Linked DNA regions of Pan troglodytes: region 2 is linked to region 1. The links are chromatin contacts, called in public HiChIP or PLAC-seq maps. All regions are on one chromosome and are shown on one strand. The core of a region is the stretch at or near the end of the contact, and the rest is flanking DNA. Distances in the headings are between cores, read along the strand shown.

The links. HiChIP or PLAC-seq counts read pairs in DNA pulled down with a chosen protein or histone mark.
Region 2: an H3K4me3 HiChIP or PLAC-seq map of stem cell-derived excitatory neurons shows a contact between it and region 1, with 6 times the contacts expected there. The contact joins the promoter of SLC17A5 here to the promoter of EEF1A1 in region 1. A contact is called at or near these places in 1 of 7 Hi-C or Micro-C datasets (stem cell-derived neural progenitor cells) and 1 of 1 datasets of contacts at active chromatin or transcription factors (stem cell-derived excitatory neurons).

Annotation. Positions count from the first base shown.
Region 1 is chr5:85,462,556-85,465,469 of NHGRI_mPanTro3-v2.0_pri, reverse strand. It overlaps EEF1A1 (eukaryotic translation elongation factor 1 alpha 1), which reads left to right and starts at 1,490. Exons shown (of 8, transcript NM_001009165.1): 1 at 1,490-1,522; 2 at 2,467-2,640. The coding sequence starts at 2,497.
Region 2 is chr5:85,593,816-85,596,729 of NHGRI_mPanTro3-v2.0_pri, reverse strand. SLC17A5 (solute carrier family 17 member 5) reads left to right here and starts at 1,486. Exons shown (of 11, transcript XM_009451561.5): 1 at 1,486-1,773. The coding sequence starts at 1,680.

The DNA of each region.
Region 1 (2,914 bases), core at 241-2,740:
CGTTTGCCTTCAACTGCTTCCCAACTTGTTTTGCTCTTCCAATTTGATTGTGGTTTCCTCTCCAGAAGGAACTCCACAGTACTTAGCGTTGGCCACATAGTAGGTTCTCAAATACTTGTTAATAAATAAGTTTGTTCGAGAAGCTGGGCAATGATATTCTACAGCTGGAAGAAGAAACATAATGATCTAGTAATTAGCTCATTAAAAATAAACGTTCTTCTTTCCTCAGAGGAGCATTTCCCAAGGCCTGCCTTGATAGCCATCCAAAAAGGCCAAGCTCATCCAATCTTGCCCTAGATTTATGCTAAAATGCAGTTACAATCTATAGGATGACAGAAAACGACAGCACTTATTTAAATATAATAGGCACTTATTTAAATAGGAGAAGCTGTGACTTCATAGCAAGTGTTGGGGTTAGGAAACTGGGTGGATAAACTTGCTGATGCTGTAGATCTTAGTCTCTACATGAGATCATGTGGAAAATCTGAAAGCATTTTAGGTTCCTTATGTTTGCAATCAAATGACTGTACACCTTTTAATTTAAAAAGTACCATGAGGCACACACACACACTCGCAGGAACTTTTTGGCGTAACAAAACTAGAATTAGATCTAAAGCTAACTGTAGGACTGAGTCTATTCTAAACTGAAAGCCTGGACATCTGGAGTACCAGGGGGAGATGACGTGTTACGGGCTTCCATAAAAGCAGCTGGCTTTGAATGGAAGGAGCCAAGAGGCCAGAACAGGAGCGGATTCGTCGCTTTCACGGCCATCGAGCCGAACCTCTCGCAAGTCCGTGAGCCGTTAAGGAGGCCCCCAGTCCCGACCCTTCGCCCCAAGCCCCTCGGGGTCCCCGGGCCTGGTACTCCTTGCCACACGGGAGGGGCGCGGAAGCCGGGGCGGAGGAGGAGCCAACCCCGGGCTGGGCTGAGACCCGCAGAGGAAGACGCTCTAGGGATTTGTCCCGGACTAGCGAGATGGCAAGGCTGAGGACAGGAGGCTGATTGAGAGGCGAAGGTACACCCTAATCTCAATACAACCTTTGGAGCTAAGCCAGCAATGGTAGAGGGAAGATTCTGCACGTCCCTTCCAGGCGGCCTCCCCGTCACCACCCCCCCAACCCGCCCCGACCGGAGCTGAGAGTAATTCATACAAAAGGACTCGCCCCTGCCTTGGGGAATCCCAGGGACCGTCGTTAAACTCCCACTAACGTAGAACCCAGAGATCGCTGCGTTCCCGCCCCCTCACCCGCCCGCTCTCGTCATCACTGAGGTGGAGAAGAGCATGCGTGAGGCTCCGGTTCCCGTCAGTGGGCAGAGCGCACATCGCCCACAGTCCCCGACAAGTTGGGGGGAGGGGTCGGCAATTGAACCGGTGCCTAGAGAAGGTGGCGCGGGGTAAACTGGGAAAGTGATGTCGTGTACTGGCTCCGCCTTTTTCCCGAGGGTGGGGGAGAACCGTATATAAGTGCAGTAGTCGCCGTGAACGTTCTTTTTCGCAACGGGTTTGCCGCCAGAACACAGGTAAGTGCCGTGTGTGGTTCCCGCGGGCCTGGCCTCTTTACGGGTTATGGCCCTTGCGTGCCTTGAATTACTTCCACGCCCCTGGCTGCAGTACGTGATTCTTGATCCCGAGCTTCGGGTTGGAAGTGGGTGGGAGAGTTCGAGGCCTTGCGCTTAAGGAGCCCCTTCGCCTCGTGCTTGAGTTGAGGCCTGGCTTGGGCGCTGGGGCCGCCGCGTGCGAATCTGGTGGCACCTTCGCGCCTGTCTCGCTGCTTTCGCTAAGTCTCTAGCCATTTAAAATTTTTGATAACCAGCTGCGACGCTTTTTTCTGGCGAGATAGTCTTGTAAATGCGGGCCACGATCTGCACACTGGTATTTCGGTTTTTGGGGCCGCGGGCGGCGACGGGGCCCGTGCGTCCCAGCGCACATGTTCGGCGAGGCGGGGCCTGCGAGCGCGGCCACCGAGAATCGGACGGGGGTAGTCTCAAACTGGCCGGCCTGCTCTGGTGCCTGGCCTCGCGCCGCCGTGTATCGCCCCGCCCTGGGCGGCAAGGCTGGCCCGGTCGGCACCAGTTGCGTGAGCGGAAAGATGGCCGCTTCCCGGCCCTGCTGCAGGGAGCTCAAAATGGAGGACGCGGCGCCCGGGAGAGCGGGCGGGTGAGTCACCCACACAAAGGAAAAGGGCCTTTCCTTCCTCAGCCGTCGCTTCATGTGACTCCACGGAGTACCGGGCGCCGTCCAGGCACCTCGATTAGTTCTCGAGCTTTTGGAGTACGTCGTCTTTAGGTTGGGGGGAGGGGTTTTATGCGATGGAGTTTCCCCACACTGAGTGGGTGGAGACTGAAGAGTTAGGCCAGCTTGGCACTTGATGTAATTCTCCTTGGAATTTGCCCTTTTTGAGTTTGGATCTTGCCTCATTCTCAAGCCTCAGACAGTGGTTCAAAGTTTTTTTCTTCCATTTCAGGTGTCGTGAAAACTACCCCTAAAAGCCAAAATGGGAAAGGAAAAGACTCATATCAACATTGTCGTCATTGGACACGTAGATTCGGGCAAGTCCACCACTACTGGCCATCTGATCTATAAATGCGGTGGCATCGACAAAAGAACCATTGAAAAATTTGAGAAGGAGGCTGCTGAGGTATGTTTAATACCAGAAAGGGAAAGATCAACTAAAATGAGTTTTACCAGCAGAATCATTAGGTGATTTCCCCAGAACTAGGGAGTGGTTTAGATCTGAATGCTAATAGTTAAGACCTTACTTATGAAATAGTTTTGCTTTTGGTGACTTCTGTAATCGTATTGCTAGTGAGTAGATTTGGATGTTAATAGTTAAGATCCTACTTATAAAAGTTTGCTTTTTGGTTGCTTCTGTAACCCAAAGTGACTAAAATCACTTTGGACTTGCAGTTGTA
Region 2 (2,914 bases), core at 237-2,736, 130 kb before region 1:
GGAAGAGAAGTGGGGGAGTCGGATTTTTTATTCTAGACAGGCCTTCAACTGATTGAAGGAAGCCCACCCATATTATGGAAGGCAGCCATCTTTACCCAGAGTTCAATGATTTTAGTGTTAACCTCATCCAAAGACATCCAGCAAGTTAACACATAAAATTAACCATCACACCAGATCTGCTGAATCTGAATCTAGATTTTAAAAGGATTTGCCAGGTGACTCTGCATAATCAAGTTTGAAAATTGCATTTTTCTACAACCCTTAGAGAGTGTAAAAATCTACATGGTAATTCAGTAACTCAGAAACAAGGCTTGATTTGCTGCTTTAACTTGAGAACTTTCCTAGCATTTACTGATCTGGAGGTAGGGATGCCTACAGAAATCCTCGCCCTCCCTTCTAGGTAAAGGACCCTCCCCTTTGTTCTCACGTGGACCTCACTAAGCTTCTAACCTGGTTTGCTGAATTAGTGGCTTGCGGGTCTTCCCTGTCTACACCAAACTCTCCGAGAGCATCTACATCTTATTTTCTACCTCCACAGAGACAGCCTTTATTGGCGGATCCAGATCTGCCCTGCCAAGGCGAGCTGGGTTTTCCTAGTTTCACTTTCAGAGTCCGCAAATGCTAGCACAATCTATCCAAATTCTATCGTGGAGATATAACATGCACACATACATCAGAGGATTCCATAGGTCGAACCATTTGAAACTACCTATGTTGATTATTTTTACCTATAAAACCAGCAACATCATAGGACTCAACAAATTTCCATTGCTGTTTTTCCGCCTAAAAGCTATTTTAGGACCAGGAGCAGTGGCTCACGCCTGTAATCCCAGCACTTTGGGAGGCCGAGGAGGATTGCTTGAGCCCAGGAGTTCGAAACCAGCCTGGGCAATATAATAAGACCACGCCTCTACAAAAATAAAAAGTAGAAACAAAATTAGCCAGATGTGGTGGCATGCCCCTGTAGTCCCAGCTACTTGGGGGAGCTGAAGAGAATCGCTTGAGTCCAGGAGTTGGAGGTTGCAGTGAGCTGCGATTGCGCCACTGCATTCCAGCTTGGGCAACAGAGCAAGACCCTGTCTGGGAGACCAAAAAAAAAAAAAAAAAAAGCTATTTTAGGGACAATATGCTGTCACAGTCACGAGGTAGATAGTACAAAGGTTGCTAACAGTATGGCAACTGACTGCTAACAAGTGAATGTCAAATTGTGAAATGCACACCACCCACTTCCCTAGTTCGGTCGAAGCCCTCCCCTTAATTATGTGCAATTCAAGTCCCCACTGCCCGCCCGCAAGCCCCCACTCATCCTCGCTGCGGGCAGGGTGGCCCCTGCACTTTACAAGGGGGTGCAGGAGCGGGAGACAGTCGTCTGAACACCGGCTCCCCGGCATGCGTAGACCGGCGGGGCGAGCTCACTTTGCGCCAATCCTACGAGAACTCCCAGAACTCCGCTTCCCTAGTCCAACCCAAGCCAGAGTTGCCCACACCTAAGATGGCGGCGGGGGCGGAGTCGGCGCGGCCGCCTCTGGGCGGGACCGCGGGGACTAGACGTGGCCGCGGGGCGGTGTCATCGCCCCCGCCCCGCCCGGTCCAGCCAGCTCGGCCCGGGGGCTTCGGGCTGTCGGGCCGGCGCACCCTTCTCTGCCAGGTGGCGAGTACACCTGCTCCACGTAGGCGTCATGAGGTCTCCGGTTCGAGACCTGGCCCGGAATGATGGCGAGGAGAGCACGGACCGCACGCCTCTTCTACCGGGCGCCCCACTGGCCGAAGCCGGTAAGCGGCGGGGTCGTCCAGGGGCTTCGAGTGGGCGGCGGTCCCGGGGGCGGCGGTCTCTGGGCCGGCATGGCCCGGGTACCCGCACCCTGCGCCGGCGGGACCGGAACTGCTCAGGCGCGAGGGGACATTAAGAGGGGAGCCCGTTCAGAGTGCCGCTCAGTCCCGCCTGCCTCGGTGCGCAGAAGCCCCTCGGGGACCCCGGGGGCCGCGACCGTGATCGCGGAGCCGAGCCGGGGCCTCGGCAGGTGCAGCCCCACGGGGCGGGGGCGGGGGCGGGGGCGGGGAGCGGCGGTGCAGCCGGCGCTGCGCTGGTGGTTATTTTGGGTGGTGCTGAGCAAGGGACCCAGTGGAAGAACGAACTGGGAGAGAATCATCAAATGAATGGGCTAAGGTCCGAGCGGAGGACCCGGTGTAAGAGCAAACTGGAGGAGAAACCTGCAGATCAGTAGGCAGAGGGCTGTCCTTCCCTGTCACCGCTAGGTTTCCGCCACTGCGTATCCGCCAGCATGTGACCTGGTAGCTTCTTAGGCGGGGAGGGAAGACAAAAAAGGACTGGAGTTAACATTTGTGAGTATGCAGAGGGCAACTATTGTATAACCCAGCTAATATCTTGACATTGTGCAGTAAGAGACTAAAAACATCGAGGACATTTTTTTTTCCGTCTGGCAGTCTATGATTTAAGTTAGGAAAAGGTTCAGTTATCCTCAAGATACCTATGGAGTTCTAAGGTAATTTGCCAAAGGTCTTGGAACAAATCGAAAAGCAGGTACGTCGTAAAGCATCTTCCCTGAATTTGAGAAAATTAAAATATTTTGCTATTTGACACTTTTGTAATATAGTTTATTTGAAAGTAACGAAAACTAAAGAACAAATCAGTTTGAATGCATTCTACAGTTTCAAAGATCTGTGTGTGAGAAAGAGTTGTGTTGGAAATTTGACTTTGGCTGACCCAGAATTGTATAGTTTCTATATTTTTATTTGTTTTTAATGTTACCAGATGGTGGCAGTAGAGGTGGCAACATTACAGCTCCATCTGGCAGCTGGGAGCTTATTTTAGTCAACACAAACTGTAAATACCATACCATAGTTACGTTTTACCTGGAAGTCGGACTTAGTTCCATAAACTGATCATTTTCTG